2 separate regions of the Anas platyrhynchos genome follow, and region 2 is linked to region 1. Evidence: chromatin contacts called from public Hi-C data. All regions are on one chromosome and are shown on one strand. Each heading gives the region's core, a stretch centred on a gene start, on an enhancer-like site or on the middle of the called end of the contact. The rest is flanking DNA. Distances are from core to core; before and after follow the strand shown. Region 1 overlaps SESN1 (sestrin 1). Region 2 overlaps ARMC2 (armadillo repeat containing 2).

Region 1 (5,306 bases), core at 450-2,949:
CTGGATGGATCTCGAGCCAGAGGTGCAACTCCGTCTGTCATTAACTTGAAACCTCATGTTATATTCTTCTACCTTAAGAAAGAAAAGAAATGACTAGAAGCAATGGGATCCTCATTCCACAAAAGCCTAATGCTGGAGATAAAAGCCTGTTATCCCCCTCAGCTTGAAACTTTATTCTTTTAGAAGTTAAAGTTCATAAAGTAACACTTGGAAGACGTAAATTGTTGGAGCCCAAAGAGTGTGTTACTTTTTCTTTACATCTGCTATTCCTGGAGTCTCTTGGCTCCACGCATAGGACCAGCTATAGTCACTAAAGCCTCTACTAGTCACCCATCCAGCTGGGTCTGGTAACCAACAGCCTCACTGACAAACATTTTAGGCCCACAATGGAACAAGTCACTGTGGGATAAAATACTTTAATAAACATAGTTTAGGCTTGGGAGATTCCCAGATTTCCAGCACAGAAAAATCAAACACTAGCAGTTGGACATTACACAAGCACAATCTCCCTACACCCCTGCCTTCCCTGCTTCCAGACACTCGGCATAACAACACACAATAAAGAACCAAATACAGTCCATCCCTCCTCTAAAGAAGGCTGATAACTGAACCTTAAAAGAAAAACTACCTTTTTATTTTCACGTGTTTTCAATTTCTTGCTTCTTTATCTGATATTTTGAAGATTAAGATTTCACAAGAGGGAAGGGATCGTCACAGAGGAAGCCTGCTCCATTTTTCTGGTTGTTTTTTCAGAAACAAACAAACAAAAAGAACTGAAAAACCCACACCATTTTGAAGTTCAGTATTTATACTCCAGACTTCTGACGTTCAGAAAAGCTTTTACAACTAGGCCATCACTAAACATTCACCCCAGGAATTGTGTAACTAATTCATGTCACTTGGAGGGGGCTGGGGGAAACTATTAGCCCAGCCTTGTGGGAAAACAGGGAAAGAAGTGGCCATCATCTGCCACCTTCTTTAATCTTGTGCCAAGAGATTAAACCAATAATTGTCTACAGCATCACTTTGTGTTTGGCATTTGCTACATTTCCTTCCTTTCCAAAATCTTTTAAGAAAAGGTATTTGAAGATGATGGGATATATGCCTTAACATGTAGGCATGCTTTAACACAGAAATCAAGGCAAGCTTTTACCATAAGTTCACACAACTGCAAACAATCAATTTACCACGGCTGGGAGTTAAAGTCTTGTCAATTCAGCCACAGCAACTGGCCATGTATTTCCCATTTAACACAGCAAATCAGACAAGTCAGTTTTTACAGATGAGCTACTCAGAACTTCATTAAGACATGGTAGTTTTTAGTTCACAGGCAGTCATGTGAAGAACCCCTAAATCAGAAAGCTCTGTTAGGAAGGGAAGTGCTGCAGCATACCCGGTGAGATCAGTCTCAGAGAAAGACTCGTTTGCTCTTCGGGTTCCAGATTTTCACAGCATTGCTTGCAGAACCTCTGCAGTTCTGGGATGCTTGTGGCCATCCACTGCGAGTAAGACACAGCTGCACATGGATCTGTGTTTGAATGAAGCGCTATTAAACAGAGTTGAAAGACAGCGTCACTAAAGAGACATGTATTTCAGCTCCTATTGTTTGATATAATTAGGGGATGGGGAAACAAGAAGGCCTCGGCACATTTAATATGTGCTATTATGTCATCTGGTTGCATGTTTGCTAAAGGCTTACTTCATTTGGCCTGAATATAAACTTGGAAGAACTTCAGGTTCTTTTAATGGTAATGATCGAGTTCCTGTACAGTACAGTCAAGTAAAAAAGCTTGACACGGGTAAACGTTAATAGCAATAAGATTACATTTTTCTCTTTGAGAAGAATTTAACTTTACCCTGTATTAAACTCAGTACAGCATATGCAGTTTTGCTCTTCCTCCACACCATCCTGCTGCTTCTGGGACTTTGTTTCAGCCACTCAGCTGCATTGGTGCAGGTTACATATTTACATCTTGCTGCACCTGGCTTTGGAAAGCAAGTTGAAAGTCCACCAAAGAGCAAGTGCCAAACTGTAAAACAAAGTCATATACAAACAACACCGGAATTTTGAATTACTTTTCCTTTCTAGATCACCATGTATTCCTCTAAAACCAGAAATAAGTAGGGCAAACTCCCAAATATAAGATGCAAGGGACACCCAGTTCTGGTTCAGGCGCCCACAAAGACCCTGCAGAGCCATTCAAGTGTAAAGAAAGACTGAACCCACAGTGCCCTCATGTGTGAGGGGATGTGAAGTGGAAGTATGGACATAGATTTGGAAGAGAAAAGCTCTTGGGCTTTAAAAAAGAACCTTCGCTAATGGAAAAACACATGTCCTTGTACCAAAAAAAAAAAAAAAAAAAGAATTTGCCCTTTTTCATTACAGACTACGTACTATAAACAGGTGCAAGAAACAAATGACAAACAGCTCAATTTTCAACTGCCTTTTCAAGTGCTTGTGGGCTGAAAGTTTCATGTTTGTTCTTACCACAGGAATGCAACAAAAGTAGTTACCTGGTATAGAAGCCTTTAAATAGTATTTAAAAGAAGAAGTATCTTAGTAGAGGATCAAATTTTACACTGCAGAGACAAGTCCAATGATACTCTGAACAACAACACTTTCTCAGTGCCTGGACCTCAGAGCACTTCAGTCTATCACCAAGGAATGCAACACTAATATTTATTGTATTTATATAAAGGTTGTGAGGGCAATGCACCTTATACTAGCATTCTCAAAAGCCTACAGATCAAGTTGGGAGCCACCTAAATTAGCCATCAGGAAGCCCTGAAGACCAGAGTGCATCTTCAGCCTTATCTCTCAGTGTGCTAGGGCTTGCTGCCCACCACCAAAAGGACCTGCATCTATTCAAGACCACAACCTGAAGCCCAGAGACTGGCTCTTTCACCTCAGTGGTTAGATCCCTTTAGTAAGATAAAGGCCAAGTTCAAGTTATTAATAAGCCCAAAGCCATTTCAACGTCTCCTCCCGAAAACACAAAAGTTGAGCTGCTTAATGATGGCAACGCTGTCAGCACTTCCTACTGCACTGGTCCTGCTTCACATGCAATCCCCAAGGTGCTCGCTGGCCCAGAAATGAGAGCAAAACCTACTGCAATTCTCCCACCTTGGGAGCCTAGGCATGTACGAGACATGACTGTGAATCACCTCGGGCAGAAAAGGTCCCGAACCTGGAGTCCTCACTCTTTGGGCATGCTCTAACCACGAAGCTGTTACTCAGGAGTAGGAGGGGTAGCTCTGTTTTGTTTTGTGCAAAGCCCATCTGATAGGTCTTCAATAAACACGCTCCAAGAACAGCGTGTTCCCCGAGCGCCGAGAGGAGACAGAGGAAACGGTTTTATCTGTGGATGCAGAGCGAGCCTGAGCAGAGGCATGAAATCATCGCCCACTTCCAGAACCGAAACATTTCTATGCACGGCTGAACATCTGATGAGGTTCTGCTGCCTAGGAGCTCAGCGATTTCACCTGCAGGGCTAAAAGGACCTTGAGTTTTGAAGCGCTGAGTTAAGGCATAAACACAAGCTTTCTGGAACTCGGCTACAGGCTGCAGAATTGTCTTACAGTGACTTAGTAAACACCAGGACCTTTGTCTTATTGAATAATGATCAGGACAGAGGAATCCCCATGGTGCTGATCACAAGTGCCACAACTCTTAAGATACCTCATTCAATTTTTCAGAAAAAATCATACTTATAAAAGCATCAAGTTAGAAAAAACAAAGCACTCTGGTATTGAAGATGACAACTCCTCAAAGATATAGCTGCGTAACTTCCTTTTTCACTTGCACACATATAATAAAGGAGCAGAAACAATTTTAGAATTGTTTTCACCTAAGCTCCCCACTTCTTTAACTAGAAGTAATCTACATTCTGGTGCATTAGAGACCAGTAGTAGAACCCAGGGGACACACGCTCTTCTGGGTCTTGACCATAGCCAAGGCTGAACTACACAGAACAGCACTCAGCTGGAGAAGTCATTGCCATCATGTCACCTGGCAGCAGGGAAGCTAAAATGCAGCGCAGCAGCCAGGATATTCCACCCTGCAGGGTCCTTTTGAGCACATCTGAGCAAGACCTTTGCAATGGAACACTCAGAGCACAAGAAGTCTGTTTCTTTCTAGTGAGTGTAGACTGCCAATGACAAAAGAAATCCTCTCTTCCACTGTCTTTCTTTGCAATAGTGGCAGATTAACAGTATTTAAATGGAATTTTTCAAAACTCACCCTGGACAATGCAGAAGTAGTTTTGATCTGCTTGTAATAGGAAAAAAAAAGGTAGAATAGCAAGCAGTAACACTAACATGCATCCTATGATTTTACAGATAATATAGTTCAGCAAATAATGTTATTCTAGTAACAACTTAAACACATTCACCAGTTTTATTTAACATGAGCTAGAAGAATACAAAATGTTAAATAATGCCCCACCTCTCCCAGACTATAATCTACTGTTTTGTGGCTTCCTAAATTAGAAATTTTGTTAGCTGCCATTATCTTAATTTAAAATTTTTATTGCTAAGCTCATAATTTAAGCTAGAAGCCTAGATATTCACAAAAATTCTATTTCAGTCTCTTGCTAGATTGTTCAGAAAAAAAGAAAACAGACTGATAGCAATGTTTCTCCTAGTACCTACACTAATATATTCTGATTAGATAAGGAAAAGTCTACTCAGTGTCCAGCAATGTAACACTCCATCATAGATTCTCAGAAGACACATTTCCCTCAAAAAGTGAATGGATTAGCTTTCTGACCCCAATTGTTTCAACTATTGAAATGTCACTGTAGCTGGGATGATAGATTTTTTTTTTTTTGGTAGTGGTATGGAATATGTTTGTTCTGCTCTGCTTTAAAGACAGGTAAAAGCATTTCTCCTGTGATGAAAAGAGGTAAATTCTTGCTGTGTGACTTCTTTAGTTTTGTTTTTTAAAGACATTGATGCAAAGTCTTGATTAACAAAGGAGATAAAATCTGGAAAGTTTCAGTTGCAGATAAATTATTTTTAATACTGAGAAACTGCAAAATCAGGAATTAAAATAGAAACAGGTATACAACTGATACAGTGGTGAATGTTCATAGCTGTAAAATATGAAGTGCTACAGCTATATTTCATCTACTATCACAAATTTCTTTTTCATGCATTCTCTTTTCTTTCCTCACAAAGGTATCTCTCATCATTGCTTTCATATCTAGGTAGAAAAAGTCAGCTACAATTACATCATTCTTAACAAAAACTTGCATTAAGATATCATCGGTGCCACCACCGCAAAAAAAAAAAACAAACCTAAAAAT
Region 2 (5,085 bases), core at 1,155-3,654, 82 kb before region 1:
GCAAGTCAATTTTCATTAACTTCACACATTCACTTACGTTGTACTTTGTAAATATTGCTGTTATTTCTAAGCCATGCAGAGATTGTATGATGCTGGTCACTTACAGTAAAATTCTTGATAATTTAAGTGCATCAGTAAAGGTTTTAGGGTTTGTAAATGTACAGAGGCAACATAAGAACTCATTTTCTATCTTACAAAAAAAGAGTGAGGAAGTACGCTGGGTAAGTCATACTACCCTATGAAAACAAGGTGTTCCACGGGCAGTAAATCTGAAGGTACCTGATCTGAAATGGTTCGGAACTTCTGGAGGGTTCTTGCAACAAGTGGTTTCTGACCATTTCCAACAAAATATTTCTGGATGTTTGTAGGATTTAAGGAATGCTCTATTTGGGAAGTGGTGATAACATGAAATTTTATCATTTAAATAACAAAATAGAAGGATTACTCCATTAGAAACTAGAGATGAGATGGTGAGTAAACGGAAAAATGCAAGACAGTAGTCCTTGATAGCATGAGCTGAGACAGTAAAACACAAATTAGTGCTGCTGTGGTAGACCTGGTGGAGAAAAAGCCACTGGTAGATGTCCCGCAGGACTGGAACAAAGTGGATGGTTATGATATTGTGTAAAGACTTTTCAGATTAGGTTGAGAGAGTGAATCACAGAGCTCTCCTACAATGTGGGTCCATTTCTAAGTGTTTTGGATTCCTCTAATATTTTTGCTTTGCAAAAGGCTTTCAGCCTTGGTCTGAATTGCTGTAGATTTATTTATTTTTTAGTATTAATTAATTTCCTGAGGTAGTTTTTCTACTTCAGCATTACAAATCTAGAGATTCAAAAACTCCTCCTTAACAGTGTAACTCCTCCACAGTGTACCTTTGTGAAGTTTGCATTTTGGAAGTTTATAATTACCTTGATTTTCCCTTGTATTAATAAAAATAAATGACCTGCAGTATTTGAACGGAGTTAAGCATTCTTTAAGCATTGATCACTGAAGTTTGTTACATGCCTGAGCCAGCAGTGCTTCCAGCTCTCTTGGCTCAACATCAGCTACTTTTAGCAGCCCTCGAGCTCCTTCCTGCTTTTCTGTGCCATGCGTACATCTGGTTGCTGCTGCACAGCAGCAGAGCACTGAGAAAACTATTTGCTAGTTAGAAATAACTTTGTTTGCAGAAGTTCCTGTTGTCTGACAAAAAGCAACTTTCCTAAAACTTGTAGTATATGAAGACATGTACATTTTTGCCAAATTTGCTAAGATTGACAGCAAAGCTTTTGGAGGACGGACCGAATTGCTGTTGTGCTTAGTGACCTATGAGCAAAAGCTGCTCAAAGGCAACAACTCAACCTGCTCTTTGACTGATTTTTTCCTTCCAAATGATCAATTGCATATCACTGGGCAATCAGGACAACTCAGAGATGAAATACTTCATTTCTAGAGTTTTATGTGATTACAGAAAATTTGAACAAATAGTCTTTATGCCTTATATTTAAACCCGTATTGGTTTAATACTTGGCTCTTAAAATAAGGAAAATTTGAAGACTGTTCCTATTCACTTTAAAACAAATGATCTCATGTTAATTTTATAGGTTCTGGTTTAGATCAAAAGTTAACTTACATGTCATTGTCTGTCTGACCTTGGTGTTTAACTACCCTTAACTAGGAAGAGAACCAGAGCATCTCAAACTATGCAGTAGCTGATTCATTGTGCATATTTACAGGTGATAGATTATTTTATGCTTTAAGTTCCTTGAAATAGAACAGTGTGAAAATACTTCATTTCCTCCAAAATAAACTTGGGCTTCAGCTTTTAATTTATATATTGATTGAATGCCAGATTTCTCTTGACCTTGATGAAAATTTGTTAATCAAATATAAAATTCAATACAATTTATTTAACAATTCATCTTCATTTGTCACTCACAGTTATCAAAATATGTATTGGATATCAGTACTAATTTGCAAGGCTTAGATGTAAATTTACAAAATCAGATGTTATTTAACATATCACATTAACTGTTCCCACAGCATTTCACTGAATTTCCAGTTAACACGTGGTCATATCCATGCGTGGGAAAGAACGTGTTTTCCTCCAAGAGGGTACATGCAGGCAACGACCAGCATCAATCCTTCACTTTCAAACATTTATTTTAATATACACGCTTTTGTTACTTCCACATTTCCTGTTATGATTTATTGGCAAATACCTACCTGCAGAATATTAACAGGATATTCGGTCTGCCCGAGACATTATAAATGAGACCCGAGCTTTATGAAACTTTCAAAACAGTATGGATTCTGTAGTAAACAGCTACGATTAATGACTCTTTAAATATTCTGTACGCAGCTGACAGCTACTTTGCGAAACTTGGCTGATTTACCTCAGGCAAGATGCCAACTCATTTGCAGCGGTGCAGTCTCTGAGCTCTGTGTGGCGCTAGAGCAACGTCTGAACGATAAGGATGTGTGCACCTACATCGTCAGGATTTTCAGGTAAGTTTGGAACACAATTCTGCCTATTTCTGCTTGCAGTCAAGTCAGCATTACTCCTTCAAGTGGCCTCAAAGTGGGCAGCATCAGGTACTAAAACTGGAAGGTTTATTTTCATTTAATTAGATTGGTTTTGAAAAGGTCTGCATAGTTTTTAATGATTTTATATTATAATAATGTCTTTACTTGTACTGATAGGATTCTTTAATATCATCCATACAAACTTGGATTCGTTCTCCCAGGTAAGAATATTTTCTTGTATTGTGTCACTCTCCATTCACACAGATTCAGATTTTTAAAGTACCTTTTCAAATATGTTAGAATTGCATAAATGATTCATGATTAAGTTAATTATCAATTAATTTAATCAATTTAACTTAATGATTACTCCTATTTAGGATTAATCCTATTTTAGGCCATGATTTTAAAAAGGTGCAGGAAATTACCCAATATTAAATTATATAGGGGACTGTATTGTAAAATACAGTAAAAAAAAAAATAAATAAATCCATGCTCATTGTTTTGAACGGTTACAGCCTGTTTGAGGACATTAATCTGTGGGATCAGGGCCTGAGTGTGCAGATGGAAGCACTGAAAGAATCTCAGTTTTATGGGCAGCTCAATGGCTGCTTCCCAAGATGTGCTTTAGTAGAGGGAGATCAGTGTGAGTGAATCACCCCCAAAAGATTCTTTTGTAGTCTCAATAGTTTCTCAGTTGAAAAGCTTCCAGTTACCAAGCACAAGCTTGCAATACCCAGTGCTAAATGGACTTACAAACAATTTGAGGATTTTATAGAAGTTGTGAAATTAATTGTTGGCAATTTCAGGAGAAGTTGGATTATGAACACAATTTATGAATGCCATTCTGGGTGAAGTGTTTGCTGTTGCTGCTTTGTTACTGTCATGAGTCATGTTGCCTGTGGCTCCACATTCATTGAGCAGCCATCCTGGTATGGACTTTTCCCCTTATTCAGCCCCTCCAAATTATCCATCACGTTCTCCTTGATAGATGAGATTGGGTTGCACTTGGAAGAGCAGCTACACAACAATCTGTCATTCCTCCCTTCCCAGAGTTAAAAACAGGCAAAGTCTGCTCCTTTGCTCTGTGTGTTCTCTGTAAGGTGTGTGAATTGTTCCTCAGTTCCATGCCACCTTGTCTGCATTTGTCTCTCTAATTTTACTTCTAAAAATTAGTAAAATTCTTGTAAAATTAGTACTTCTAAAAATTAGTAAAATTCTAGCTGTGATTACAGATCAGTTAGAGCATATCTACCTCTAAGAAGAGAGCGTGTTTCTTTTACTTGGTAAAACACCATGGAAAGTGTGGCTGGTTAGGTAATGTTTTTGTAATTGCACTGTACTTCTGACAGGGGCATCTACTTGATCTAGAATTCAACGTGGAGAAAAAGTAATTTGTCTTATTTAAAATTTCCGGCTGCTTCAATTTTTTTTTCTTACGTTCAGTGATCTGCATGCTCTAAGGATACAAATTAGCCATAAAATCAATTTAATTAGCTTCCTGGAAATTGCAATCACCAAAAAAAAAAAAAAAAGTTCTATACAGTATGGAATACAGATTTGAATTTTGTTCTGTTTTCCAGTAATATGGAATAATTATTCTTTTTCAGTAGCTTTTAGGCAGCTTTTCCTTGGAGAACATGCTCAGATCTATTCAGATTCCTCAGTTCTTTTAGTTTGTAAGTCTTGCTGTAATTGGACATTAGATATTGTGACTGCAAGGTTTGTTCTCCATGTTTGTTGGTGAGAGAGATGCTCTGTCAGTGCTGACATTGGGCTCTACTAGGCTTGTGTTAGGAAGGGAGTCCTTTATTCCTCTTCGTCTGTCTTCCCATGTCACCTTATGGTTCTTCCATTTAATACTAAGAAGTGCTGCTGTTAATTTATTGTGTCAAATGGCAGGCAGGTTGGGAAGCTCCTTACATTTGTTTCTTTCCAGAATTCATCGTCATATGTGACTGTTTGCAATTTATTAGAAGTCAAAGTAATGGCATTCATTCCACTTGTTGGAAAACATGGCTCTGAGAGGCAAAAGCAGAGTGATTTTTAGTTTTACTTTTTTAATCTTTTGTGGGAAAAAAAAAAAGTACATGTATTCATTTATATTTTATTTTTGTACCTTTGTAGCAAACTTTCTTCCTATGATGACTTCTGTGCAGCTTTAGCAGACTGCTCCAGATGTTACGTCTTATTTTTAGCCCTACTAAGCAAACACCAGAAGCAGCAGGTCAGTTTTTTCATCTCTTGATTTTTATATATTAATCCTCTGATGTGTCTGTGCATTATTGTGTGTAAGCCTGTTTTCTGTGACCTACTTCTACGCATTTTCCAAATAAAATTTTTAAAGGATTGACAGCATTTTAAGTAGTAAATAATTGAAGTGAAATCACTTAGATTAAAAATTCAAAGCAATACAGAAGACGGACAGTTGATTAACTTGTCTATTGGTTGCATGTGTCCTCTGAGTACTGAATTGTTTTTCTTAGTTTAAAAAAAATACTTTTTAAATCAAATAGTTTATTTGAAAATTTAATGGTAGGAAATTGTAGGGATTCTTCTGCCTTCCTGCCCTCCGAAAGA

Evidence for each region. A called contact is a pair of places that touch in the nucleus more often than the background predicts.
Region 2: a contact with region 1 is called in a Hi-C map of subcutaneous adipose tissue, with 4 times the contacts expected there. The contact joins two enhancer-like sites. A contact is called at or near these places in 3 of 8 Hi-C or Micro-C datasets (liver, skeletal muscle and subcutaneous adipose tissue).

The regions. Positions count from the first base shown.
Region 1 is chr3:73,281,179-73,286,484 of IASCAAS_PekinDuck_T2T, reverse strand. The region is part of intron 2 of SESN1 (sestrin 1); the gene reads right to left. Among named protein-coding and RNA genes, the nearest start is that of CEP57L1, 15 kb to the right of the region's middle. Within about 2 kb of position 1,699, at least 4 of the 8 cell types and tissues checked have an H3K27ac peak or open chromatin away from gene starts, as enhancers often do. A contact at or near this core is called in subcutaneous adipose tissue, where this site is marked.
Region 2 is chr3:73,363,945-73,369,029 of IASCAAS_PekinDuck_T2T, reverse strand. ARMC2 (armadillo repeat containing 2) reads left to right here. Exons shown (of 21, transcript XM_072036130.1): 14 at 2,345-2,490; 15 at 4,633-4,732. Among named protein-coding and RNA genes, the nearest start is that of ARMC2, 41 kb to the left of the region's middle. Within about 2 kb of position 2,404, at least 1 of the 8 cell types and tissues checked has an H3K27ac peak or open chromatin away from gene starts, as enhancers often do. A contact at or near this core is called in subcutaneous adipose tissue, where this site is marked.